Regions from separate parts of the Sus scrofa genome. Here regions 1 and 2 are each linked to region 3. The links are chromatin contacts, called in public Hi-C and HiChIP or PLAC-seq maps. All regions are on one chromosome and are shown on one strand. Each heading gives the region's core, a stretch centred on a gene start, on an enhancer-like site or on the middle of the called end of the contact. The rest is flanking DNA. Distances are from core to core; before and after follow the strand shown.

The links. A called contact is a pair of places that touch in the nucleus more often than the background predicts. HiChIP or PLAC-seq counts read pairs in DNA pulled down with a chosen protein or histone mark.
Region 1: an H3K27ac HiChIP or PLAC-seq map of skeletal muscle shows a contact between it and region 3. The contact joins two enhancer-like sites. A contact is called at or near these places in 2 of 47 Hi-C or Micro-C datasets (psoas muscle and skeletal muscle) and 1 of 2 datasets of contacts at active chromatin or transcription factors (skeletal muscle).
Region 2: a Hi-C map of psoas muscle shows a contact between it and region 3, with 2.4 times the contacts expected there. The contact joins two enhancer-like sites. A contact is called at or near these places in 2 of 47 Hi-C or Micro-C datasets (psoas muscle and skeletal muscle) and 1 of 2 datasets of contacts at active chromatin or transcription factors (skeletal muscle).

The regions. Positions count from the first base shown.
Region 1 is chr16:46,946,294-46,949,063 of Sscrofa11.1, reverse strand. No RefSeq gene overlaps it. Among named protein-coding and RNA genes, the nearest start is that of SLC30A5, 340 kb to the left of the region's middle. Within about 2 kb of position 1,428, at least 8 of the 83 cell types and tissues checked have an H3K27ac peak or open chromatin away from gene starts, as enhancers often do. A contact at or near this core is called in skeletal muscle, where this site is marked.
Region 2 is chr16:47,035,449-47,038,424 of Sscrofa11.1, reverse strand. No RefSeq gene overlaps it. Among named protein-coding and RNA genes, the nearest start is that of SLC30A5, 250 kb to the left of the region's middle. Within about 2 kb of position 1,489, at least 9 of the 83 cell types and tissues checked have an H3K27ac peak or open chromatin away from gene starts, as enhancers often do. A contact at or near this core is called in skeletal muscle, where this site is marked.
Region 3 is chr16:46,678,449-46,681,301 of Sscrofa11.1, reverse strand. LOC102159645 (a long non-coding RNA gene) reads left to right here. Exons shown (of 5, transcript XR_002339503.1): 4 at 1-2,853. Among named protein-coding and RNA genes, the nearest start is that of PIK3R1, 250 kb to the right of the region's middle. Within about 2 kb of position 1,556, at least 7 of the 83 cell types and tissues checked have an H3K27ac peak or open chromatin away from gene starts, as enhancers often do. A contact at or near this core is called in skeletal muscle, where this site is marked.

The DNA.
Region 1 (2,770 bases), core at 179-2,678, 270 kb before region 3:
CATATGGTTCTTATAGGGATTAAGTAAGTTAGTAATGAGTTATTGAGTACATGTACAATAAACATGAGCTGTTATTATTATGTTAATATTAAAACACACAGCTGTTTAAACAGTAGCTTGCTAACAAGGAAGAAATACATCTTTTTGCAGGCAAACTCTGTGTAAGAGTTCACTGACCTGCAGTGGTTTACACAAAGGGTAGCAAATGCCGTGGATGTGATGTGGTATTCTTTTTTTTTTTTTTTTTTTTTTTTGTCTTTTTGCTATTTCTTTGGGCCGCTCCAGCGGCATATGGAGGTTCCCAGGCTAGGGGTCGAATTGGAGCTGTAGCCACTAGCCTACGCCAGAGCCACAGCAACGCGGGATCCGAGCTGCGTCTGCAACCTACACCACAGCTCATGGCAACGCCGGATCGTTAACCCACTGAGCAAGGGCAGGGACCGAACCCGCAACCTCATGGTTCCTAGTCGGATTCGTTAACCACTGTGCCACGACGGGAACTCCTGATGTGGTATTCTTTTATAATTACTGCAATGGCTTATGTGAAGACCATCTATATGCTAGTACAATAGTGACAAATTAGCTTACAACAAAGCATCATTAATATATATATAATTATATACATATAATTATATATTATAATAACGTAGTATAGAATACATAATATGTTGATAGCATAAATATATATCAGTATGTATAATATATATGTATATCATTGTCATCTCATTGCTTAAAAGACTGTTCACTCTGGGGTTAAGACTCTTTCTTTGAGTCAGGGTGGGCTGTGGTTAATCATAGTGTTCTTTATTGATTCTTTTGCACCTTAGGTGGTTTTCTTTTCTAGGTACCTGTGTATGGGAGTTAGAGGAAGTAGGATATGGTTAGTGACTTATTTTTAGATCTCATATAACTCAGCTTTGCCTCTGTTATTACAATTCCAGACACCATAGCTTCCTTGGTTACCCTTGCTTTGCAAGCTCCTTTTACACTTTGTGGTAAACCAATTGATCATTGAGGCTGAAGAAAATGAAGCATGCAGAGAGAACGGCTGAGAACTATGTTTCCTTCACTGACCTTAAAGTGGAGGAGTGACTCAGACCTGGGTGAGTCTTAAAATAGGGATGTTCTTCCCCCTGAAGCTGTAGGGATTAGTGCTGTGGGCCTGGGAGTTCCTGAAATGAGTGCCTCCCAGGGCACTTCCCCAGGGCACCGCGTGGGCCCCTGCACCTTCCTGGAGGAGGGTGGGACCCTTGGTTCCCATGGACCCCCTTCCTGCCACCTGCCATATTTGAGCTCCCCAGATCCTGGGGGAGGCAGAGAGAAGAAAGTGGGGTTCCCAGGCAACAGAGCACCACAGAGAAGCCCAAGGCAGGTCCGCATAGCCACAGGGGAATTGGCTGTAGCAAGGGAAAACCTCCTCTCTGTAGTTGCAGGCATGATGCCCAGTCACCCGTCACAAGCCCATCCAATCCTTTCAGAGGCAGATTCTGCCTGGGATGTTCTGTTACTTTCTCAAGAATATTGTTTGTAATTAAGAGCCTAAAATCATAAGTAAATTTTCCTCTCGTTTTCTCCTTACAGAGTGGAAAATCTTACAAAGTTCTTCTTCTTCTTCTTTTTTTTTTTTGTAAAAATATTTATGGACGTTTTGGGGCTATTTCTAAACCAGGTTGATATTAAAGACAATCCTTTCTGGGAGTGCTGACCAGTGGCCTATTCAAGTTTGAAGGAAGATAATCTGAAAAATGTACACTTTATAGGGAGAAGAAACCTGGAAAGCAGTAATGCCAAAGGGGAGCTGGGGTGATAGTGATCAGTTCCCGAACAGCCAGACAGCAATGAGAGAAGGCAGCACGAAAGGCCAGACCTATTCTGGGACGCATACCCTGAGTCACGGAGTAACAGAGGCCAGAGGTGACAGCTGGTCTCTTGGCTCCTCAGAGAGCAAGCATCTGGAATATCACTTTGATTTTATGAAGCTTAGTTTAGGGGCATAGAACCTTTGGGAATTGGAGAAGGGCAAGGAGAAGAAATCGTTGGAGGTATGGAGGACTCAGGGAATCTGATCAGAGGAAAGATTAAAGGAGCAAAGAATGGGTAGATAATGGGGGAATGGTAATAATCTACTAATTCCTGATGCCTCAGAAGGCAAGGATTGTTATAATAGGAGATGGTATAATTAGAAGACAAGATGGGAATTGAAAGGCTGAATAGCATAAGAAAATGCTCTGGCCAACTGTATTAGTTTACACAATAGGACCACCATTTCCCAAGAAAATTCAGTGTGTGTGTGTGTGTGTGTGTGTGTGTGTGCGCGTGCGTGTAAGGTCCCCATTGTTGAGATATTTGAAAGTAGATTTTCAGTACAATGGTACCATATAGGTCTCTGGATCGTAGACCATTGAAGCACAGTGATCCAATCTATAAAGCCTCAAGAATAGAGCCATACATGTATATTTTGTAGTTTCATTGCTTGGTCAAAGTGAATTAGACCTGTGGTCACCTGACCTCTAAACTTGGCAATAGGTGTCTGAATGTAGCTTCTAGAACTCAGAGCCTTAGTGAATGAACCTCAAAATGCTCCTCTAAAATGTAGGCTTTTTTCAGAAGATTTTGACTTGATACTTACAATTTCTTCTGTGATGAGAAAAGGAATTCAACCAAGGCCAAGATGTAGAGCTCTTAATCTCTCATGGAGGAAGCATGGTCCATCCATGGAGGATGCAGGGAGTACCAGAGAGTGAAGTAGAGGCAAGGACCCCGTTCTGGC
Region 2 (2,976 bases), core at 240-2,739, 360 kb before region 3:
AAAGCTCAAGACTGTCTGTAATTGATGAGAAGTAGGCAGCTATTAAATACTCCTTCAGGGATATCTGTAGGTCTCCATGTACCCTCTGCCCTACCATCCCTCCTATTCACTCCATGAAATCCCTCAGTCAGAGTTCACCCAAGGCCATGTTCATGGATGAAATCTGTGAGCTGATACACTTGCTAGTGTTAACACCTTAAAACTTTTACTTTATATCTCCATGAGATTGAATTTGGGGTTCCTTTCCTGAAGAAGGATTTTTTTACTTGAGTGGGAGCCCTGGGGCTGAGTTTGGGGAAGAAGTATCTGGTGAGGAAAAGGCAGAAGGAAGGAGGTAGGGGAATAAGGGATTCTACAGAAAACTGCCTTGGCTATATTGTCTAGGACTAGCCACCTACCTTCATCCCTCCTGCTGTCTTCTGCAGGATTGTCTTTGGAACTATTTCTTTAATATTTTAATGCAATCCTTTGATTTAATTCTGTTGGTCCACTTACTTCTCTGGGAAGTATGTGAAGAGGAGGTATGCTGGGGGAAGCATGAGGAAGAAAGGATCTTGTTAGTCCAATATACATTCTGAAAAATACTAGAACTGAGCTTACTGGTAGACCCAGGTCAGAATGTGGCTCGGGGGGCAGAATTGATGGAAGACATGATGACCTCACAGCATGGGGGATGTGCTTGAGAACTTCAGCTATCCCAGCTGCTTTTTTTTTTTTTAATTTTAAAAAAAATTTTATATTTTTAAAATATTCTTAACATAAGATTTACCATTTTTAATCATATGGCTCACTGGCATTAAGTACATTCACATTGTTGTTCAGTCATCACCACCATCCATCTCCAGAACCTTTTTCATCTTCCCTAACTGAAAATCCATACCCATTAAGCAATAATTCCCCATCCCTCCATTCTATCATCTGTCTCTGTGAATCTGACTACTCCAGGTACCTCATATGAGTGGAATTACTAACATTTTTGGTCCATTGTGACTGTCTTACTTCACTTAGTATACTGTCTTCAAGGTTTACCTGGGTTGCAGCCTCCAGCTGCTTTTGGAATTGCTTTGGAAGCAGGAATGAGCAAGGTGATCTCTATCTAGTGGACCTTGTGCTCTAGGCCTCAATTCAAGAAGGGGATGCCTGAGTGATCATTTCCCTCTCAAGGAGATTGGTGATGGCATTGTTAGCATTTTCAGGACACCTAGGGGAAAACAACAGCTGATCATTCTCTTTGTTCATTGCCTTCCTCCTCCCAGAGGGCATTAAAATCCAAAGCAGCCAACTATTCCCAATGAAAAGCCTTTGTTGGCTTGGCAGTGAGGCGGGAGACCTTTTGGTAGCCAGGACTCTGCTCCCATTTAGGAATTAGGTCACAACTAACCATGTTTGGTCCCAATTCATGTTTTGAAACAGCCCTCCGCTCCCTCCAGTGGCTTCTGCCCCCCATGCAGGATGTTGCTTCTGTGGTAGGCAGTAGAAAGCTTGTCACTTTCTGTGCTGGTCATGCTGACAGCCACGTGGGGCTATTGGCAGAGCTGGGCAGTGGCCGCCAGTCTCCTGGCCCATTGCCTTGGTCCCTGCTTGGAAGTCTTGTCATGTCTGATATGGCAGGGTCCGGTTTCTAGAGGAAAGTTTCCTCTGGGATTTGGATGAAACTGGGCTGTTCTGTCCTATCCCCAGAAAAATCTGAGCAAGCAGCAGTTGTAATTAATACTCAGTGAATCATACCCACTGGAGGGTTAACTCCTGTCAACCCAATGTTCTGAATGGGTGGAACACATGGTGTTGCCTGGGTGCTAGCCATGCTTGCTAATGAAGAATTCACTTCACTTCTTTTGGCCTTAAGGTTAGTCAAGGATAGAAGCCCAGGAATAAAGTAGTGCCCTAAGAGCTGCCTCCCACAGCTCTGGGCACTTTGCTTCCTCCTCCTCTAGGGGATTCATATCATTTCTAAGTTGCTTCTGTATATTTTTACTTCTGAATAAGAAAATTCTTTTTTAAAATTTTATTTTTTATGTTTTTAATATATTCTCCCCCCCCACATATTTTTTTTTTTACATTGAGGTATAGATGGTTTACAACGTTTTGAATGTACAGTGTAATGATTCAGTCATATATATATATATATATGTATGATTTCTCTCTCTCTCTGTATATATATCTTTTCCAGATATATCTGGAATCAGATATCTGGAAAAGAATCTTTTCCAGATTCTTTTCCATTGTAGATTATTACAAGATATTGAATATAGTTCCCTGTGCTATACAGTAGACCCTTGTAATTTATCTGTTTTATACATAGCAGTGTGTATCTGTTACTTTCAAATTCCAACTTTATCTACCACCTCCCTTCCCCTTTGGTAACCATAAGTTTGTTTTCTATATCCATGAGTCTATTTTTATTGTGTAAATAACTTCATTTGTATCTTTTTTTTTTAGATTCCACATGTATGTGATATCACATGATATTTGTCTTCTCTGTTTGACTGATCTCTTAGTATGATATTCCGTAGTCCAGAGTAAGATAACTCTTACATTTTGTTTTAAGTTGAAGTTGAGCACATGTAGAAAAGTACACAAATCATAAATAAGCAGGTTGATGGATTCTTCCAAAGTGTAGAATCCATGAAACACACAGATTGAGACGTAGAATATTTCTGGAGTTCTAGAACTCCCTCCCCCACATTCCTCTTTCCAAGGGAAACTATTAACCTGATTTTTAAGAGGCTGGATTAGTTTTATGTGCTTTTGATTGAGAATGTTGCTTGTTTTTGAGTCACCTGTGCATATACTTTAGTGTCTGGCTTTTTTGCTAACATTAGATCTATGAGGTTCATCTCCGCTATTATTTTAGTTGTAGTTCATTTGTTTCATTGCTGGATAGCATTCCACAATTTATTTGTCCATTCTACTGTCAGTTCTGTGCCAAGACATATTGAAGCCTGAGGGAAAAAAACCGTAATACTGATCCCACCT
Region 3 (2,853 bases), core at 307-2,806:
CCCTTATCTGGCTCAAGCATAACTTTCAAGCTCTACAGCTGCTATTAACCTCCTCCCCACCTCCACCCGACTTTAGGCTTCTCCTATGAATTCTACTGCCTTGGAGGCAGACTGTCCATTGCCATTAGCATCAAAAAGTCCCACAGAAACTTCCTTGCCTTCCCAGTGAAGTCCTAACTACCACCTCCATCCCTTTGTTTAGTTTGGTATATAAAACTTTTTTATCCTGTCTATTGAGTGAGTTATCTATCACTGAGTAATTCTGTGTGAGGGCATAAGTAAACCTCTTCTCTTCTTTTGTTAACCTATCTATTGTCAGTTAATTTGCAAGTCACCAGCCACTGGACTCAAGTTAGAAGAGGAAGAGGTTGCCTGCCTATGCAATAATTTCCCCCCTGCTGACTGCAATGCATTGCTCCCTGATGAAAGCAGCATTCACTGCCATGACTACAGGATTATTTACTCCTGTACATATGTGTGCATATAGGCATGTGTGTATTTACAGAGTTAGCAGCTCAGCAGGTTGTGACTAAACATCCTTAGGAATTTCCTTGGTGAGTCAAAGCTTATTAAAGTAGAAACACTTCCCAGAAGATCAGAAATCTATCTTCAAACCAAGCTCATTCCCCTGCTTGTTGCATCATCAAGCCAGGCAGCTTAAAATAAATCATCTATTAAAAGTGAACCAATTACCAAACTCACCTTCCAACACTTCCAACACCAGTTTTGGGAAATGGACTGGAAGGACTCCTTCGATGGTAACTTGACCTTGCTTTCGCTGATGACATCGTCTTGGAATGTTGGTAAACTTCCTTTGGCATATGCTTCAGTGAGGAGATAGTTGTCTAAATTAATGACATGCCTTAATGAGAGACAGTTGGGAGCTTTGGTATCTGGTGAACGGTGTTCAATTCCCAACTCAACCATTTTGTAGCTTTGTAAACTTGAACAACCTTTTACATGCTTGAGACTGCCTCAGTTTGCTTATTTGTAAGGTGTAGGGAAGAACTCTTAACCTGAAAGATTTGGGGAAAAGATAAAATGAGATAGTTGTATATACAAGTGCTTAATTTTCTTCCTAGCTTCTTTAAAGTGCTCTCAAGATCACTTGGAACAGGATTAGCACTCTGCAGCAACAATGACCTAGCTCTTTCCTACATTACAGCTTATGCCCTAATCCATGTACTTAACTTTCTTCACTTATTGTCCTGCTTCTTTTATTGCTGGAAAAACACCATATATGCTTTCTGTGGACAGAAAACTATTCAGTTTGTCCTATGAATATCAAGTCAAAAATTATAAAAAGCAGAATAGTTTCTTTTTGGTTATTTTCTAAATGATAATAATAATAACAGCAACAGCAATAGTAAAGCTTTCTGTTTAATTTTGTGAAGATTTTCTATATTTCCTTTCAGTTTAAATCTGGTAGACATAAGATGATATGGAGTCTGGGAACCCTTCTTTGTCCTTTTCTTGTGTGTGTAAATCTCATCATAGCTGGCTCTACGCGCCATGACCTGAGCCACCCTCAGTCTGGACTGACCGCATTGGGCAATAAGCCGTCCAAGATCTTTCTGGTCAGGGCTTGGCAGCAGGCATGAAGGAAGATGCCAACATTGTTGCCAAGTGGATGGCTCATATTTTCCATCTTTGTCTTTGTGAATGGCAGTCATGTGCTCCTCGTGGTGCCCAATTGTGCAACAGACGTCGAGGCGCTGAGCCAGAACAAGGGCCTAGGATGAGGTTAGGCCCTCCTGATGGGCATGGGCCTGGGGTGGGCTCACAGCCGTGTGTTCAGCTTGGATAATCAGCTATGGCAGATTAGATAAAATCAGAAACGGAGGCTGAGAGTGTCCCTAGAAATGGCAAGAATGGGGGTTAGAGTGAGGAACTTGGGCTGGTCAGCAAGTTGATCGTACAGGTGTGACATGGTCCTTAGATCAGGCTCAAATAAGGAAATTTCAGGAGTTGGATAAGGCCAAGACTCAGATTGAAGGCAATAACCAAGATCATTCCAGATACTTCCTCAGGGGTGTGTGGTGCTGATGAGAGCTTCCATTTACCTAAGTGTGGCTTAGAATTTCTCTTGGCAGCTCCACTATGGAGTAATCTACCTATTTTGTCAGAGACCCAGGTCATGGTGGACACTGAAAAGAGGATTCTGATTCCATTAGAACAAAAGTTGAATATTCTTTGGGCTAGGACCACTGAATCTTTCTAGGTCAGTAGTCCTGTCTTCTGAGCCGAAATCTGAGGCAAAGTCTAGGATTTTCTCTGCCCACTCACAAGGCAGGGAGAAAGGTCCCAACCCTGGGAAATCTAACCAGACTCTTGATGAGAAAAATCAGCGCTTTAGGAAAAGTGTTTTTCAGTTTTCTTCCTGTATCCATGTGAGGGTGGTATCTATGGTGATTTTATAGAATAATCCCTGGGCTAGATCAACTGTCAAGGAAATACATCTACTGCACTGAACACTTACCCTGTCTATAAGCCTTTCTATCTACAACATCCCATAGAGGATAAAAATTTTTGTTACCGATAAGTAGATATCACCATCACAGGTTGTCAACAGTAGTACAAATCCTTTAAGGTCCCTTCATTAACTTTCAGTCCCAGACCTGTGCTTTTTTCTTCACCTTTGGTTGGTCTCTTAACCTGGCTAAGAAAAGCCCTAGGGATCTGAGAGAACATGAATGATGAGGAGTCATCCCATGAGATCTTCAGCCCTCTGTTGACATGGTCCATATCTCTAAGGGCTTCCTACACCTTCCACAACTCCCACAACTCTCCTTCTAAGAATCCTGTAAGGAAAAGATCCCTGGTCTAGGCAGCAGATGAGATTCTTCCTGGCTG